Regions from separate parts of the Zea mays genome. Here region 1 is linked to region 2. Evidence: chromatin contacts called from public Hi-C data. All regions are on one chromosome and are shown on one strand. The core of a region is the stretch at or near the end of the contact, and the rest is flanking DNA. Distances in the headings are between cores, read along the strand shown.

Region 1 (3,019 bases), core at 472-2,971, 140 kb before region 2:
CCTGGAGGCGTCGTCCTCGACGACATCGAGGAGGCGCAGCCGCTCGGCGCGCGCGCGGCGCTGGGCGTAGACGAGCGCCTGCATGCGCCGGAGCGTCAGGCTGGCCTGGCGCCGCACCAGCTGTCCCCTCACAATCGCCTGCAGCATCACCATCCCTCGCAGCGCGCATAGCGCCTTCCTCGCCTGCCGTCGCAAACCATTTCACTGTTCACACTTGACATTTACACTTGCCGCGTGGAGAATCGCCGGAGCCGAGAACTGCACGCGGCCGGCCGGCGGGCCCAAGAACGCACGTACCAGGTACGATCGGAAGGCCGACTGGATCTTGACCGCCGCCGCGGCGGCCTCCCCGCCACGACCACCGCCGCGGGCGTTCCTCCTCCTCGTCCTCCTCCCCGACGCCGGAAGCGCGACGACCGTGCCCGAGGTGGACGCCGCCTCAGGGACGGCGGCGGCCGCGGCCTGCTGCTGTCCCTGCTCCTGCTGCACCACGACGACATGCAGCTCCGCCTCCGAGAAGCAGTGCGACGACGAGGACGCGAGCGGGCCCTGGGAGCTGGACGCTGCCGCGCCCGGCCGCCGGAAGCTCCACCGCCTCTTCTCCCTCCCGTGCGGTGTCGCCGCCGCCTGCGCGTGCGAGGGCAGCGGCGCGGACAGCACCGACTGGCAGTCGGCTTCAGCCCTGTCCTTGGCCTTCCTCCCTTTCCTGCCGGACAGCAACAAGTTTCTGAGCCACTGGCTCGCCTTGCCCATCTGCGCAAGACGCACTACTCCAAGAATGAAGGAGCAGAGGCCCGGTGGCCACTCATTGCTCTCTGGAACTGGAACTGGAACTGCTCTCACGTCTCGCCTCAAGATTGTTCCATTGCCTCACACGTCTGCGATCTGCCCCCACTGCACCGGCCATGTGAGGGTGAGGAAGAGGAAGTCCTCCCCGCAACAGCTAGCACCTTCAATTTTGTACCCACCGCCAGAAATGACTGCTAGCTTCAATTGCATGAACACAGGCATGACTCATTGGCTCATGATTTATGAAACAAAAGGGAACAATCGGAGTGATCGGCGGCAGTGTCCTAGCTAACTGCCAGTTTATGGTCTCCCCATATGAGGTGGGCCGTGGGCAGATGGATGCGGCTTGTGGCGTGATGAAGAGCACAGACGGACCACGGAGGGTGTAGGGTTTAAGGGACGACCGGTCGATCGGTCGCTGGCCAGAGCTTGTCTTAGTGAGGAGCTGAGTACCTGTACTGTATCTGTACCTCCTCCTGCAATGCAATGACGGACCGATGTGAGCGGAGCGATCAATGTGGACAGATGCATTGCATTGCATCCATGGTCAGCAATGGAATGGCAACAAGTACCCGGGCCCTCATCAGGCCATCGTCTTCCAGAACCAGAAGGCACACCCATGGCAGTCGCCAGTAGGACATGTGTGTGTGGAGATCTCTGGAGGAGGAGACAGGCACGCCGCACGCAGCTCTGCGCCACAGCTAAGGATGGCAACGGGGATATATGTACGAGAAATTTGCTGTTTTGCCACTCTCAAATTTGGCTGCCTGTTATTATGCCATCCCGTGTCTATGACTGGTGGGACCATCTGTGTCTATGATTTGTGGGTCCGATGGCATAATGGCGAAGCCCACAAATGATAATGGCAAAATTGCAAATGGCTCTATATGTACTGTCGCGAGAAGGTCGAATTTGCTGCTACGGAGAATACATCCCGGCCCGTTAATCATCTTTGTTCTTCATTCAGAGACCTTTCCCCTTCACGCTCACTGTTGGAGATCGGAGAGGGAAGTGAGGGAGCGACTATCTAGTCACACTGGCCACCGGTGTACGTCGAGGAGTAGTCTTGAAAGTTTGGGCCGTGCCTAACGGGTCTGTATGAGCACGGCCAAAAAATAAATGCACAAAGTCTGGTCCAGCACATGTGTAAAAAAATCGAGCCTACACGTTAGATGGGCTAGATCGTGCTCCAACTTTCAGTCCATCGGGTCACATGACTTGGCACGCTGTCATGGGTCGTGTTCGTGCCAGTCCGGCACGGACAAGGGCACGGTTATGGTGAAACACATGGTTGAGCTGAGGGATGCTGTCAAAGAGCCCAGCGCGGCAGTCTCGGCCTTTCCCACCACGAGTGACTGATGCAGTGTGGCACGCTCGACGGTGGCCTCATCGACGCGCATCGGCGCATGCAGTCGGCCTCGAACAGTCCAACTTCTACACCATCCGCTCTCGCTCCTCGCGACTCTTCTCCCACAGTTCCTGCACGCATGCACGCAACCAGAAAAGAGGACGCCATCATCCAAGAGCCTCAAGCATATGAAAGGACCGAACAACTCTTCCCAAGATGTAGAAAAACTTTTTGGGCAAAAATATGAACCCTGAAGCAGCGCGCTGTAGCCGTCGGTCTCAACGCCGGTGTCGCCATCCCTGATCGTCGACCCGGCAACTAGTACTGGGCATAAAACTCGAGCCCGAAGCCCTGTACCCGAAATACCCGAACCCGTAACCGTATAGCCCAAAACCCGTTACCCAAATAGCTCCAGCGGGTAACGAAACTAAATACCAGAATTAAGTACGGGCCTAATCAGGTATTAAACCACTGTACCCGAACTACCCATACTACCCGAAGCACTGTAGCTACATGCTCACGCCAGCCCGCCAGGTGCTCGGCCTGCTCAGTGCTCACGGCCCAGTTCTCAGTTTCTCACGGCCCAGGCCCTGGCTGGCAGCGCCCCCCTTCCCAGTCCCCAGACCCACTGTCCAGAGCCAGAGCCCAGAGGCACGCACGACCGTGAAATTGACAAATCAACAAAGCACAAACCCTAGCTCCTGGAGGTGGCGGCTGCCGGCTCCGCGGTCGGCACTCGGCAGTAGCACCGCAGTAGGCAAGGGCGCAGGCGTGTGTGGGTGTGCGGTCTGCGGTGTGCCCTGCAGTTCTTCTCCTCTCTCTCTCATCGTCACGCAAGGCAAGGCCACAGCCCACAGCGTCCTCGGCGGCAGCGTCCACAGG
Region 2 (2,979 bases), core at 257-2,756:
ACTAGACGACTTGGGGTTCGAATTTGAAAATGCAATTTTTTTTCTTGCATGAGTAAGTGGTAACCGTATGCAGTCAAGTGGTTCCGTTGGACTTGTAATCAAACATCCTATCAGTGTCTTCGAAGAGACAGCTAGCTAACGTACTGTAGCCCACTTTGGTAGAGACAGACAGATAGGTAGGGACGATATGATCAGACGATCAGTATTCTATACATGTCTTTTCGATCTTCTCTGTCGAACTCCAACCAAGAATTAATGGCTATCAGTACTTGAGGTTTACTACCTGCAATATATTTAATTGGCAGACATGGTCGTCATGAGAAGAACGTCTAGGCTATTTGCCTATTTCATTGTACATGTGATAGTATGCTACGTACATGGAAACTTAGCGATGAATAATCCTCACCCATGCATGCAACCAGTAGGCTTAATTAAGATGACATGCTGTAGCAGAGATCGAGAACAAAACGTACTGCGTGCCTCCATCCTCCTCGATCGTCTCACGTACTGTGTGCAGGGGTCCGTCGACGGTTCTCACAAGTCAGATCCAAAATCTGCAGCACACAACCATACACCATAGCAGCGGAAAAAAGCATGCAGATGGATCTATCTTTCTCAAAGTTGCAGCAAAAAAACAAGAAGGCGCAGCGTCATCAGCAATACATGCCCCAGAATTGTGAAGGAATGAGGCTGTCATGCATGATCTAACAACGATTTGCAGGCACAAAGCGAGACACAGACCAGACGAGAGCGCGCGAGGCCACTCTAGTCTAGCTGTGCGTGGACGCCTGCTAATATGGTGCCAACCAAATCAGAGCTAGATCATGCTGGCAGCTTCACTCATTCGCAAGAGCATTTGTGTTTTCATCCAGGATGAATCAAACTAGCTAACATCTCTCTCTCTCTCTCTCTCTATCTGTCCATCCCTTCGTCTTCTCCATACTCCTCTCAAGAAAATTAACCTCAGGTAGCCTTCACTTGATTTCAAAATCCTAGCATCTACTGGAAATTAAAGACACCAGTGCAAAAAAAACAAAGATTCTTGCAATGTGGTAGAAGTGAGATATATCGAGCTGGAAGAAGAACAGCAAATTAACACACAAGACCAAGAAGAAAGATGGGACAAGGAAAAGAAAAAAAGGCAAGATGAAGCGATATATTTGAACTCTCCCCTTGCAGGACCTTAGCTTTGCCTTGGACGATGGACATGGGACTGTATTTATAGAGGAAAGAGGACGCATCCACGGCAGGCTAAACTTGGCGCACTAGCCCCGTGGCGGTGCATGCACTTAGAGCAAGTATTATAAGTACACCTCAGCAGGCTGTAAGGTGTTCCACGTCATCAGATTCTTACGTGGAGGGGTGAGAAACCAAGAAAGAGAAAGAAACGGGCTCTTGTTTCGCAGCCCGTCCGCAGCGTCGTCCTCGAGGGAAAAAAGACCGCTTGCAGCCCACAACGAGAAGATGTGCCGGCTCTTTCTCGCTCTTTCGACTCCATCCTGATCCCGTGCGTCTTCCTCGGCCCTCACGACCTCGCTCGTCGCTGCCCCCGCACACCCGCGCTTCTTCCGTCCCTCCCGCTAAATCCTTCCGTCCCTCCCGCCAAATCGCGCCATTTAGTCTCCAAATCCATTCGCTGCGCGCCAAATCCAAGCCACCATCCTAAATCGCCCCCAAATCCCAAACCCTAGAAGCAAAACGCGTTGAGGCGTCAATCCAAGAGGACCTCTGCACCAACGCCTCTGGAGATCCCGCCGCAAGGGGCTCCGCCCGTTCAACCACCAAGGGCTCAGCCCATCCTCCCGCCTGGCTTCCCGTCCATGGTTGGACCCGGCACTTGGTTTGCCCCACGTCCACCGCAGTCCATGGTGAGCTCTTCTGTACCATCAGGCAGCAATGGAGGCTCTGCAGTTCCTCGTTCTTTGGCTGAGAATGTTGCTGACACTGATGTACAAGCATGGTAAGTCGTCTGTTCATATAATCCTATTACTATGTAAAAATCCTTGTATACCTTGTTGGAAAGATTTAATCCTTGAGCACGTTCTGGCATTGAGGTGTTTAAGGCAAAAGCTATTTTAAAAATGGCTAAGGTATTTCCATTTAACCAAGTTACTGTGCATTTAATCTGGTCTTTCTGAAAATTGTGGCCTGTTCAGTCAATAGTCCAATTTAATCTGGTCTTTCCTGAAATTGTGGTCTGCTCAGTCAATAGTCCGATTTTATTTGATTACAATGCATTTAATCTGGTCTTTCCTGAAATTATGGTCTACCTCCTGAAGTTAACGTTGGTGATAACTTGTGTTTCGCTGATGTGCTGCTTAGAAAGGCTTCTATCCGTGATCGTCCACAGCATACACAACTAAAAAATGATTTGGTTGAGCACATTTGGCATAGGTTTGGAGGTAGAAATCATAATTATACATGGTAGGATACTAAAATTGCTTGTTTCTATTTTATTTCCACTATACATTGAGCTCATACACATGAATTTTATTTCAGAACAATATAATGCTTTTGATGTGGTGATGCTGCTGTTCTACTTCCATCCTTCCAGGTATGAATTATTTAATTTGAACCTCTTCTGAAAGCCACTATATTTTATTATAACTTATCTCATGATTATCCTTGGCTACATATTAGTTATTTAACCTTGGTTCTGTTTCCTTTTATCGAGTGACTGCTGGTTGATGCAAATCGGATGGCTACTCCTATTTACCAAAGTTCTAATTATGGTTGTGTGCCTTCTTTCATCATTTTCATCTATTTACCAAAGTTCCAATTATGGCTGCGTGCCTTCTTTCAACATTTTCATGTAATTCAATAACAATGGCTTTGTGCCTTGTATCGTTGTTTTCATTTAGATCAATAACTATGGCTTTATGCCTTTTATTATTTAAAGAGTACTGTTGTAATGGGCAATTGTTGATGTTGACGTGAAATGACTTTATCTACTTGTTGTGAATCGGCCACAAGGATGAA

What was found. A called contact is a pair of places that touch in the nucleus more often than the background predicts.
Region 1: a Hi-C map of leaf shows a contact between it and region 2, with 8 times the contacts expected there. The contact joins the promoter of LOC103650478 here to the promoter of LOC111347723 in region 2. A contact is called at or near these places in 6 of 25 Hi-C or Micro-C datasets (bundle sheath, ear, leaf and 2 more).

The regions. Positions count from the first base shown.
Region 1 is chr3:120,630,114-120,633,132 of Zm-B73-REFERENCE-NAM-5.0, reverse strand. LOC103650478 reads right to left here and starts at 1,721. Exons shown (of 2, transcript XM_023302094.2): 1 at 298-1,721; 2 at 1-183. The coding sequence starts at 753.
Region 2 is chr3:120,488,399-120,491,377 of Zm-B73-REFERENCE-NAM-5.0, reverse strand. It overlaps LOC111347723, which reads left to right and starts at 1,506. Exons shown (of 3, transcript NM_001357658.1): 1 at 1,506-1,960; 2 at 2,500-2,554; 3 at 2,675-2,949. The coding sequence starts at 1,897. The coding sequence ends at 2,816. It overlaps MIR167a (microRNA MIR167a), which reads right to left and starts at 855; the gene lies at 666-855. LOC112679201 (MIR167aHG) reads right to left here and starts at 1,191. Exons shown (of 1, transcript NR_157308.1): 1 at 557-1,191.